Linked DNA regions of Muntiacus reevesi: region 1 is linked to region 2. A link is a contact called in public Hi-C data. All regions are on one chromosome and are shown on one strand. The core of a region is the stretch at or near the end of the contact, and the rest is flanking DNA. Distances in the headings are between cores, read along the strand shown. Region 1 holds the start of SGPP1 (sphingosine-1-phosphate phosphatase 1). Region 2 holds the start of PPP2R5E (protein phosphatase 2 regulatory subunit B'epsilon).

Region 1 (5,261 bases), core at 2,719-5,218, 170 kb after region 2:
TTTTATATTATTCTTCGAAAGACTATGTTTTTAATATCTAATGTTCCTTATTTCTTACTTTTTCTCAATTCAGCTACAAAAAATTCCAATAAATAATATGATCAAGCTATTTAGTACCTGGAGAAATACCATAACACTTTCTACCCTGCATTACTGGAAAAAATTCTTCCAGTATATCAAATAATTGTTTGGAGCCATACTGTTTCAATTTCCCTTTTTGTATTATTAACATACCTTTAAAAGAACTGCAAAAGAACAGTGACAGCAATGTTGGAGAAATATAAAATACAGCCTAAGGGTCAAATATACTAATTTTACTGGATGGGACTTAAGAATGTACATTTTTTTTTCCTCAAAAGTATTTAAAGAATTTCAATAAAATGCAATACCCCTTACTTATTTAATGGATCAGAATCTCTGGGAGTAAATTATAGGAACTGCACTTGATGCAAACCCTAAAAATTTTTCTGGCTTACTGTTATTTTAAGAACACATGAATATGAAACACAAAGGTTTCATTTAAAAGGTTTCATGTAAGTGAACCACGACTAGATTTCAAGCAGGAACATGAAGTGGCATGAAGGGAGGAGTGAAGCAGATGTCCCACCAAAGGGAGATAACTCAAGTTTCCAAAGAAGTTTCAGCATCCTACGCACGTAAGAGACAAACACACCTGTCCTGAACAAGCAGACGGCAACAACTGTCAGTCAAAACTGCTGTTACTCAGAAAAACACTAGGCTTTCATGGTTTAGTTCCTATCCCACTTGGCAATACATACATTTTTTCATTGCTCACTCTGGAAATACAAGCCTCCTAAGTACTACAGTACTAATTGACAGAGAAGAGGACCTACACACCTTACAGCAAAGCAAGGTACTTTTGTTTTCAATTCACAACAAGGTTTAAAAAAAAAGTAAAAAATTTAAAAGGTTGTTTGGGTTTTTTTTTTATTATTAGTTGGAGGCTAATTACTTTACAATATTGTAGTGGTTTTTGCCATACATTGACATGAATCAGCCATGGATTTACATGTGTTCCCCATCCTGAACCCCCCTTGTACTGAATTATTATAGCCATTTATAAATACAGAACTTTCATGTAGGGGAGTCTTTTTTTTAAAACAGCTAATCAAAGACAAATAATTACTCAAATTTTGGAAGTTTATTCAAACCTGTAATGGACATGTAAAAGAATAAACCAATTTTACAAGATTAATTCTACTGTAACTGGTCAATTTCGACATCTGTAAAATGACACTTTGAGACCAGGAGACGTCTGAAGTCCTGACTAGCTCAAATTCTAAAACTGCATGATATATAAAGCCCTCAAACTTTGAATTAAATATACTAGGTTGTTGAAAAACTATATTGTAAGCATATTCTGGTAATTCAAATAACCCTGAAGTGTTAAAATACTGATAGATGCATCCCATAAACAATCCGGTGGTACTGTTTTCAGACTTCCTGTTAGCATGTGCTCTCAATGAATGAAGAGGAAAAAAACTACTTTCTCTTACCTGGACTGCTAAAAATTAATTGCTTGCAACATAGCTACTAAATGAGGAGTTATAAAAGGCTCTATCATTATGGAATCCTGAAAATCTCATAAAAATAAGAGAAACATCATTAGCTAACCAGTAAATATCATAACTCAATGACAATAGTAAACTCTGAAGTATTTAGATTAACTGCATTTGAGATATTTACCTATTATGCAAACAAGCAGCATTACTTTACAATCTGAACATTACTGTATAACTCCTTAGGTTGCATAGGGAAAAAGAAAAAACTTTCATGGTACTCTTCCCTCATAATTCTGCCATTCTTATTACACACATTACACATTTTCCACGGTCTGTAAGAGATGCACTGCCCAGAAGTGTCTATAAGGACAAGGGTTTATCTATATTGAAATTAAGTCTGAGATAGGTAACTTTACCATAACAGAGTTTACACAGGATGTGTATTTCTCAGTAGAAGATAATTTTGTGCTGTGATGGGGGAAAAAAAATCAAGAAGTCTGATTCCTCAGATTCTTCATAGTTATTAACTCTATTCTTAAATTAAGGGACTGGTCTGCAGAACGAACAAACCTCCTTACAATTTAAAAGACCGATAACTAACACAACATTGTAAACCAACTGAACTTCAGTTCAGAATTTTAAATTGACAGATAAAACAGACATCAGTCTAAAAATAAATTTTGCTTCTATATAAAAAAGAACTAGCTTTAAAATCTGCATATACAGACCACGAAAAACTGAAAAGTGGGAGGCCAGAAGCAGTACGCAAAATATAAAAGTTTACTGTTTAAAAACTCACTCATCCCTGGCTGTCAGGCTGTCATATTTATCATTTTTACAAACCCGCTGGTCTGACCAAGATCCCTACTTTTAAGAACAACTAAAACCAAGTATTTGCAAAGTTAATCCAACATACTGTAGCTCAACAATTGACAGTACAGATCAGTGATCCAAAAGCTAATTAAATTGTGTCTATCAGCAAATTAGCAACCACACCCCTTAAAAAGAGCACTCAGGCGGTGCTCCATTAACTTCCACAGGGTGGCTTTCGTTTAAAATTCATTACTTCATTGCCTGAATGACCATGTTTATTTTACAAACACTGTCTCTAGCAAAAGTCAATGACTTTTACCTACGCCTGAAACAGCAATCAGTCTGGGGAAAGGCACCGTATAAAACGGGTGAATCTTAGTCACCCAACGATTAATTATAAGCACGATATACTTAATCATAATGATAGTCTGTGCATCACAAGAATTAAAAACCGTTTATCAACTCAACTAAAGCCCGATGATAATGTATTACTCCACGAACGGTATTTCCATCAGGTTCCAAGAAAAGCATTACTAGTAAAATGGAGTTTGATGTCTAAGTCTTAGGTTTTCCCCACCGTTTCATTATTATTATTATTTAAGCTAGAAAGGGCCTGTTTGGCGCGGGGCGGGGGGGGGCACTGTGAAAACCTGCGGGAAGAGAAGTCTGCGAAGAGAATGGCCAAAATCAAACGACCGCGGAGGGCAACGAGGGCTCGGAGGCTGCACGGGGCGAGGACCGGGACCCTTACCTGCCAGCGGCCGTAGGTGAGGAGGACCATGGAGACGGGGATGGCGGTGCCGGACATCGCATGGGTGGAGGGCATGCTGTACTCGGAGTTGTAGAAAACCTCCAACTTGACCACGGGTGGCGAGGCGGGCCGCGGCCAGCGGATGATGTCCTTGGTGCACTGGCCCAGGTACATGACCAGCACCCAGATGACCACGAGCCTCCGGCCCACCAGGGCGTCCAGGTTCCAGATCCAGAAGGGGAAGAACAGAATGTAAAAGAGTTCGTTGCCCAGCTCCGTGCCGAAGCAGAACAGGTAGTGGAGAGGCCAGTTACTCACGTGGGCCAATTGGCCCTCCTCGCCCGTCAGCGAGTTGCGGCGCAGAAGCCCCGCGCGCCGGGGCGAGGCCTGGCCCACCTCGGTCGCCCGCCCGTTCCGCACGCCGTTGGGGGCGCCGCCGCCGCCCAGCTTGGCCGGGCACTGATTGCGGTCGCTCCCGGGCGGCGGAGGCCCTCCGGCCGCCCCCGGCTGCCGCTCTCTGCGCCGGGATTCTCCGGCGAGGTGCGCCTCCGCCTTCTCATCCTCCCTCGGGTCGGCGGCGGCCGCGGCTGTGCAGCTCGCCGGCGCTTCCACCCCGCACAGCTGCTGGAAACGGGCCACTTTCTGCGGGTCCTGCAAACTGCTTACCAGCTGGGCCAGCCACTGCCCCAACGACATGATAACGGAACGGCGCGGCCCGCGGGCCGAAGGACGGCGGCGCGAGGGTGGGCCGGCCCCTGGCGCAGCCCCGATCCGTCTCCGCGCGCTTACGGCAGCGGCAACGGCAAGGCGAGCGGCGCCTCCCGCCACCAGCTGGGTTCTGCCGGGTGACGGCGCCACAGGCCGCAGCGGCCGCCGCGCGCCCCCGCCCCGCTCGCCCCTCCCTCGCCGCGCGCGCCCCGCCCCCGCCCCGGCCTCCACGCGCCGGCGCGCGCCCCGCCGGGCCCCGCCCCCGCGGCCGCTCTAGAAGTGGGCCCGGCGGCGCGGGTCAGCCTCGAGCGCACCCGGGCGGCGTGAGGGCGCCGAGGCTCTGCAGGGCGGCGGCCTGGAGGTTCTCCTTATTAATACCCACCAGGCGTCGCGGCGCTCGGAGGGCCGGACTTTGCGCGCCCCTCTTCAACCTCAGCCCTCGCTCCCTGCTGGCTGGGGTTGCCGACTTCTCTCGGTCCGGCGTTGACTGGGAAAGGCCACGATCCCAGTGCCAGGTTCGGCGGTGCCAGTGGCCAAGCACCCGGACATCCTGCTGGCACAGAATCAAATGGTGAATGGTGAACGAAAGCGAAGTAACTGCCACGCACTCCAAGAATTACAAGTAATTACGGAGCTGTCTTTAAAGCCACGTGCCAGTTGACTGGTGGTGACGAGAGTAGATATAGGTCCCAGGACAGCAGCGTGTCATTGGTTGTCAAAAGCTCAGAAATAGACGAAGTAAAACCAATAAATCGCTGAAGTAGTAATTAGTAAATGGATATTGTGCACACACCAAAGAGACAGTTTGTCAACTAGGATCACTCAAACCAAGATACGGAGTGAGGCATCGGGGTATATTGTTGTTATAAAGCAGCTTATATGGTGATAAGGTAGTGATTTTTTTCTTCTTCATAGTGATTAGTTATAATAGAATTTTCAGCGGTTACCTCATTTCAGCCTTGAGAAGCAGTTCAAATTTTGCTTAGTATTTCCAAAGGCGTAAGCAAGAAATGTCTAAATTGGGTTCGTCTGCCCAAGGGATTAAGACTAGTCTCCGTTTGGTTTTGAATTTAACAAATATTTTTGTCTAAGTTACCAGATCACAGTTATTCTTAACCTACCTGTAGAATTTCCGTTTGATAAATTCTAAGAGCTAGCAGGGTTGCACAGAGGATATGTAATTGGCAACTGAACTCAGGGGGTAGATTTCTGAGTTTGATAAGGCTGGTTTAGAAACTTAACTTTCATGTCCCACAAGTTACAAATTTGACTTCTAGAAAGAATGGTTTTTATAAGAAGGGTTCTGAACTCTAGTTCCAGGAAGTTATTTCAGGTACAGTGAATGTCTAAATTTAAAAATTTGAACTTCTTCCAAGAAACAGGCTGGAAAATTCCCCTCCTTTATGTCATTAGAAATGTTGTGTTTTCTTCTTTCCCAGGGAGAATGATTCTTCTCCTCCAACTCC
Region 2 (5,972 bases), core at 1,637-4,136:
TCTGACGGACTTCCGAGAAAATCCGTCTACTTTATCCACTGATGGAGGAGTAGTTGGTGCTGAGGACATATCCCTACTGAAGAGAAAGAGGTATCATCCACACACCCCCAAGGTGGAAGCAAACAAGTGAGTTAACACAAATTCTAAAATTCCCACACACTTTTTTTGAAAATGGGAATATGGGGAAAAGAAAGCAAATAAAATCAATTAACAGTTCTATGTTCAATGGGAAAGCAGAAAAACTTGGTGGAATATAAGTGCTACATAAACAATATTGTAATGCTAATGCCTTGTGCTGCTTCTACAATATGCAGTAAAGATGTTCGTTTATACCTGAAAAAACTCTTGTAAGCCATGTATACATTTTTTAACTGCACAGCTCTTCTCATCTTGAGATCCTAAATTAATTTTGGAGCTATTCTGCAACTGGAAAACTTCCATCGATACATTTTCCCAAGATATTTAATATTATGAATGGGCTCTGGAGTTGAAATCCTTATGGTACTTCAAGAATCTACACCAATGGATCACAGCAAGGTGAAATTTACAAATTCTGAACTACCAAGGCATGACTTTTTAATGCAATGTGCTAGCTAAGATAAACGACACCATACCACCAATGACAGGCTAGATTACTTTAAACAGAACACATAAAGGGCATAATTAAAATCATTTCAAAGAAGTCTTCTTTCTGAATGAAGCCATCTGATGTTACTAAAGCTTAAAAACTATGATGAAATCATGCAGCAAAATTGATGCAAAAACCTAAAATCACAGTCTACTTAGGCAACAAAGTTGAGTTCCCTTGAAGTTCATCGTCAAATATTAATTTCATTCCGTAAACTAATGGAACAGAACAGTTCCTTGAGATTTTTTTTTTTTAACCTTCTCAAATTATTAAAATGAAGGCTATTTCCTAAAAGTAAAAAGCATTAAGCTCAGTTTCATTCACCAATTTAAACAGATGCCCTCATTTCCATGGCACCGAGGCTCCACCATGCCCCATGCAAAATGAATGGCAGTCCTGAATAGAAATAAGGCATATAGTGGAAATGCTGAAATGCAATCACTCACCTGTCATCCCTACATAACAGGAGCGGTTTTTAACCTCTAAATAAAAGAGTAAGGGAGTTTCTTCCTGAACGTGTGAGAATAAAAAGTTACCTGGATTAGCTGGATTCTGACAGAGCAAAAATAACAAAAACAGAAACCAAGAACAAACAAAACCTTATACTGCTGAGGTTTGGGATGCTGAAGTCCCGTCTGGCTCTCTTTTTAAAAAAAAAGTTTTTTAGCAATCTACCTAATTTAGCCTCAAACACAATGTGATAGATAATTGCAAAGCATGAATGACTGTAGGAGAAGATCACTTAAAATTAAATTTTCATAATGACTGCATCTACAACAAGCTCCACATCACATCTGTATGTTGTAAATTTAGGGGCAGTTTTTCCAATCTGGTATGTGAGTTATTTAGATTACATGTAACCCTCACAACACAAAATTTCCGTAAATCCTGTTCCTCCATCACTCGTTTTGTCTCCCCTTTATTCTTCACGTCTTATCTTAGAGATAAGTTACTAGTAGCAAAAAAAAAAAAAAAAATTTTTTTTAATCACTTGACCCTTATGCCCGCGGCCCAGGATAAACGTCAAGGATCTCAACCCTAAAGCGCTGCAGAACTGAACGTGCAGTAACAGCGGGTCGGTGCAAAGCCCGGGGAAACAGGTTTCGCCCCGGACTAGGGCGCCCAAGCTTTATCATCCTCTGAGCAGCGGGCACGGGGCATTTCCAAGGCTCAGGATAATCCAAAGTGGGTGCTGGGGTGGAGGAGAAAGACAGACAAGGGGTTGGTCTGTAGGGATGCTCACATACTCCCTTTGCTCCCACCCACCCCATCCCCCCACCACCCCAAGCCCTGGAGAAGCTAAGCTGCTACAGAATCCTTCTCACTACACCAATCCCCCTTTCCTCCCCCCTCCGCCTCCGTCAGTGGATAAAGGGGGACAAGAATACGCCTCCAGTGCCGGAAGGTGGAGAAAAAGGGGGGGAGGGGGCAAACAAGGAGAGATAACATCAGAAGCAATTGCAGGTAAATCAGACAAGTGGGACCGGCGCTCCCTCTCCCGCACCTCATCCCACCGCACCCCTCGCCAGCTCGGGTCAGGCCTTTCCCGAGGCCGGTGCCCTGCGGGTTCTCCAGGAGGACGGGGAAGAGGCAAGCAAGGAGAAAAGGAAAGCAGACAAGCCGCGGAGCTGGAGGGACGAAGTTACCTTGAAGCTTCTGGAGAAGAATCCAAAGATGATCTGTGCTTTCGGAGGGGCGGGAGACGGGAAAGAGGGCCGCAGCGGGGGCGGGTGGCGGGACTGGGACGTGCAGGGGGAGGTCCGGACAGCGGCAGGGAGCCCGGGGCGACGGCTGTCCGGCGCGGCGTCCCTCCGGTTCCGCGGCGGCGGCGCCTCTAGGCCTCACAGCCGGACCTGAACCTCAGCGCTCCGGCGGCGGCGGCGGCGGCGGCCTCACGATCCTCCCCCGCGGGCCCGTCCCATCAAATCGGCACCGACCCCGTTGCGGCTCCGCCGGTGGCTCCTCGCTCACATTCCCGGCGGGCGGCGCCTCTGCTCGTTGCCTCGGACCCGGCGGCAGAAGCGACGACGAGGGGAGGGGGGAAGGGAGGGAGGAAGACTGAAGCCGCAGCGGCAGCAGGAGAAGGAAGGAGAAAGAGGAGGAGTCGCTGGGGCTGGAACCGCCGCTGCCAGAGCCGCCGTTCGGTACCAGCGGTGGGTCCCCGTCAATGCCCCTTTCTCTCTCCTATTGTCAATATCACCGGGCGGCTGAGTCCATGGCACACGCGCAACCGAACCTTCTCGCCAGCAGCGCCCGCCTCCGGCGCCCACTCACTGGAGACTTCAAACGGGAAGCGAGGCCTCATTGGTCGGCGTCCGCCTTCACTCCCCTGTCAGCAAGTTCGGTTGAGAGCCGATCGCGGATTGGCGGCGGGGGGGCGGAGAAACAGGAGGGTGGGAAGAGAGGAGACCGGGGATTGGACTAAGGCGAGAGGAACCCGGATGCAGCCGCGTTCTCAGGCCGCGCGGCCGCCGCTTCCGCCAAGCGGTAGGGTAGGGTGAGGAAGAGAACTGCTTCAGCGACTAGGCCTAACTGGAGCTGCTAAAGCTCAGGAGGTGTGCAGCTGACATAAATACGAAGGGTTTCCGTGCAGTGCGGAACCTCTGGGCGGTGGTCGTCTGCAACTTGAGGATTCCGAGGGCAAGGGTCGGGTAATCCGGTCCTCGATTCCGCCCCTTTCAGCCGCGAGACTGGACCGTCTGGGCTCGAATAGGCCACTCGCGACGGGAACCAGCGCCGCTGCTCGTGTAGATGGGCCCTTCGCGCCTTGCGGCCGTAAACCCCCAGCAGTCGCTCACCGCTCCACCTTGTGGGAGGCCTGGCACCGAAATCCGAACCCCTGGGGCCTGGCCAAGGGTTGGATATCGCTTCGAATTCTCTCTCGTCCTCGTCTCCTTTTTCCTGAACCTCTGTTTTGAATGTCAGCTCCCTGGAGCTGCTGCAAGCCTGGTTGGGGCCAGGTCGGTGTGGCGGGCGCAGGTGGGAACGCTGTCTCTAAGCCCCGAGATCGTTTACCGAGAACAGCCGCTTGGGCTCACCCGCTGCACAGAACTCAGGGAAACCCAGCTCCAAACTGTGGGAGTTTGGGAGCTTTTAATTGGCAAGTTGGATCCGAAAGAGTTTGTGGTGAAGGCTTCACTTAACTCTAGCTAGAACAAGTGATTAAATATTTAGAGGCATGGTTGCATTCTTGGTGAGCCCTAGGCCAAGTGGTGAAGTCTATGGGGTCGCAAAGAGTCGGACACGACCGAGTGACTGAACAACAGGCGAAGTGGTGCATTACCAGAGAATATTCTTGAACCGTTGCTCTATTTGAGTGCATGCTACATTTGTCTTTTGAGAGGGTGAAAAAAAAAATTCTGAAGTACAAATGCCAAGGTACCAAATATTCAAAACTTGGAAAAAGGAAAAAAAAAAAAAAAACATTTAGAATCATTCAACCCAGGGGCAACCACTGTTAGCATTTTGGTGTACTTCTCTCCAGCATTTTCTTCCTTAGAATTGTGTGTTCCGTTCTGTAGACTTTAATTTTTCCACTTGGCATTATATCATGTTTTCCATAGTTAGGAAGTAGAACTGCATGTAAGTAAAACTGTACCATGCATACAACTGACAGCAGGGGGGAAAAAATGCTTTTATTTCTCTTGTGTTGTTTAACACTCAAGTGTTGCAAATTTCTATGCACATCCCCAGAAATGAGTCTTGAATGAAAAAAATTTGTCATTAAAAGAAATTGTAAGTGATATAGGAAGCCGAAAAAGTTGGTGCTCTTAGATGGAAGCGGGTTTCCCCTACTGGCTCCAGATGATTGGCCATTATACATAGTGTCTGTGTTTGCGCTGAAAAGTTCCATCTCCCCTAAGCATTATAAAACTGGCTAGCATGCCAGTCTTCCTCCCACCTTCAAGAAACTTGCATTTCCACATCTCAATTTCCCATACCAGTCTTCATGAAAAATTCAGTGTCCCAGCCATGCAGTACTTCTTTGCTCAATTTCTGATTAAGGGTAAATGCAGAATTTAAACCAGGGAAGATTTTAAAACCAACTCAGTTTCCCTTGGCAACAATTGAACTGTCAAAGAGTAGTGCTTGTTTGAAATGCTCACAGCTGTTGCTTAGAATATTTCACATTTTGTAGAGTGGGGATTTTGCTTGCAAATTATGGATCTCTATAAAGACAATTCATTTCAAAACTCTTTCACTTTCTATAAAATGGCTGAGTAACTGAAATGAGTAGGTCTTTTTAAATGGAAAAATCCTTGCCTGTGTGAGAGATTGTTCCTTGAACGGATACTTTCTAAAGGAGGTCCACGCATCCAAGGAGTATGTATATTCCAGATAAGTACAAAGCAGTTGAGAAATGGAGTGTTTCCTGCCGTATCAGTAAACAAGGAGTCACAACCATCAGTGATTTTGGCCCTCCAAGTGTGAATTGCTGAGCTGGGAGGGCCCCCAGAAAGCTCCCAGGCTGCAGTCATTCCCTAGATAAGCACTGAGGAGCTATGGGGGCAGGGGCAGGAGGGGGGTGGGGGCGGGAAGATGCAAAAAATGCAGGATACTGGCCCCAGATAGCTGAGATGCAAGTGGAAGAAGTGATTTCAGTGAACCCAGACTCTCCATCTTCCCATATATAGAAAAGCATTAAATTCCTTAACTTGAGATATCTTCAGTTCAGTTCAGGTCAGTCGCTCAGTCTTGCCCTACTCTTTGCCACCCCATGGACTGCAGCACGCCAGGCCTCCCTGTCCATCACCAACTCCCAGAGTTTACTCAAACTCATGAGATAACTGGTTTTCCTTAGTTAACAATAATCTTTTGATGTTTAAACCACCTGCTTATTGTTGGAAAATTCTATATAACCTGACTCCTCCCCCCACCCTCAGAGCAGTTCTCTCAGGGTCACTTGAGATGCTGTTTCCCTGGGCTTAAAGTCCTAAAAATTCCCACCAGATAAAATATAACTCTCAACTTTTAGGTTGTGACTATTTTTAAAGTCAACCCAAGACTTCCCTGGTAAAAAAAAAATAAAGTCAACCCAGTTCATTTGGGTTGCAGGAGAAAAAAGTATGGAGACATCTGTTTATGCCTAGTTCTAATCAAAAAATAACATTCTACATAATATTTGATATATATAATGAGTGATCCTGCACCCAGTCAATGGAATGATCTCTTGGCCTAGAACAGCACAGGAGATGTGCTCAAGGAAAAGTGGGAGTTATCCATTTTCAGCGGTTTGCGGTGGTAGTCCCACTCAGTCAGTCTCTGTCAACATGTAGTGACTTATTGCAGTTTGTTTGGTTCAGTTAAGAGAAGTTACTGAATATATTACCTAGGTTTAATGAAA

What was found. Hi-C and Micro-C count contacts between places; a contact is called where the count stands out from the background.
Region 1: a Hi-C map of blood shows a contact between it and region 2, with 2.6 times the contacts expected there. The contact joins the promoter of SGPP1 here to the promoter of PPP2R5E in region 2. A contact is called at or near these places in 2 of 3 Hi-C or Micro-C datasets (blood and muscle).

What each region holds. Positions count from the first base shown.
Region 1 is chr7:72,998,599-73,003,859 of mMunRee1.1, forward strand. SGPP1 (sphingosine-1-phosphate phosphatase 1) reads right to left here and starts at 3,969. Exons shown (of 3, transcript XM_065941114.1): 1 at 3,088-3,969. The coding sequence starts at 3,783.
Region 2 is chr7:72,831,583-72,837,554 of mMunRee1.1, forward strand. PPP2R5E (protein phosphatase 2 regulatory subunit B'epsilon) reads right to left here and starts at 2,887. Exons shown (of 14, transcript XM_065940140.1): 1 at 2,275-2,887; 2 at 1-73. The coding sequence starts at 69.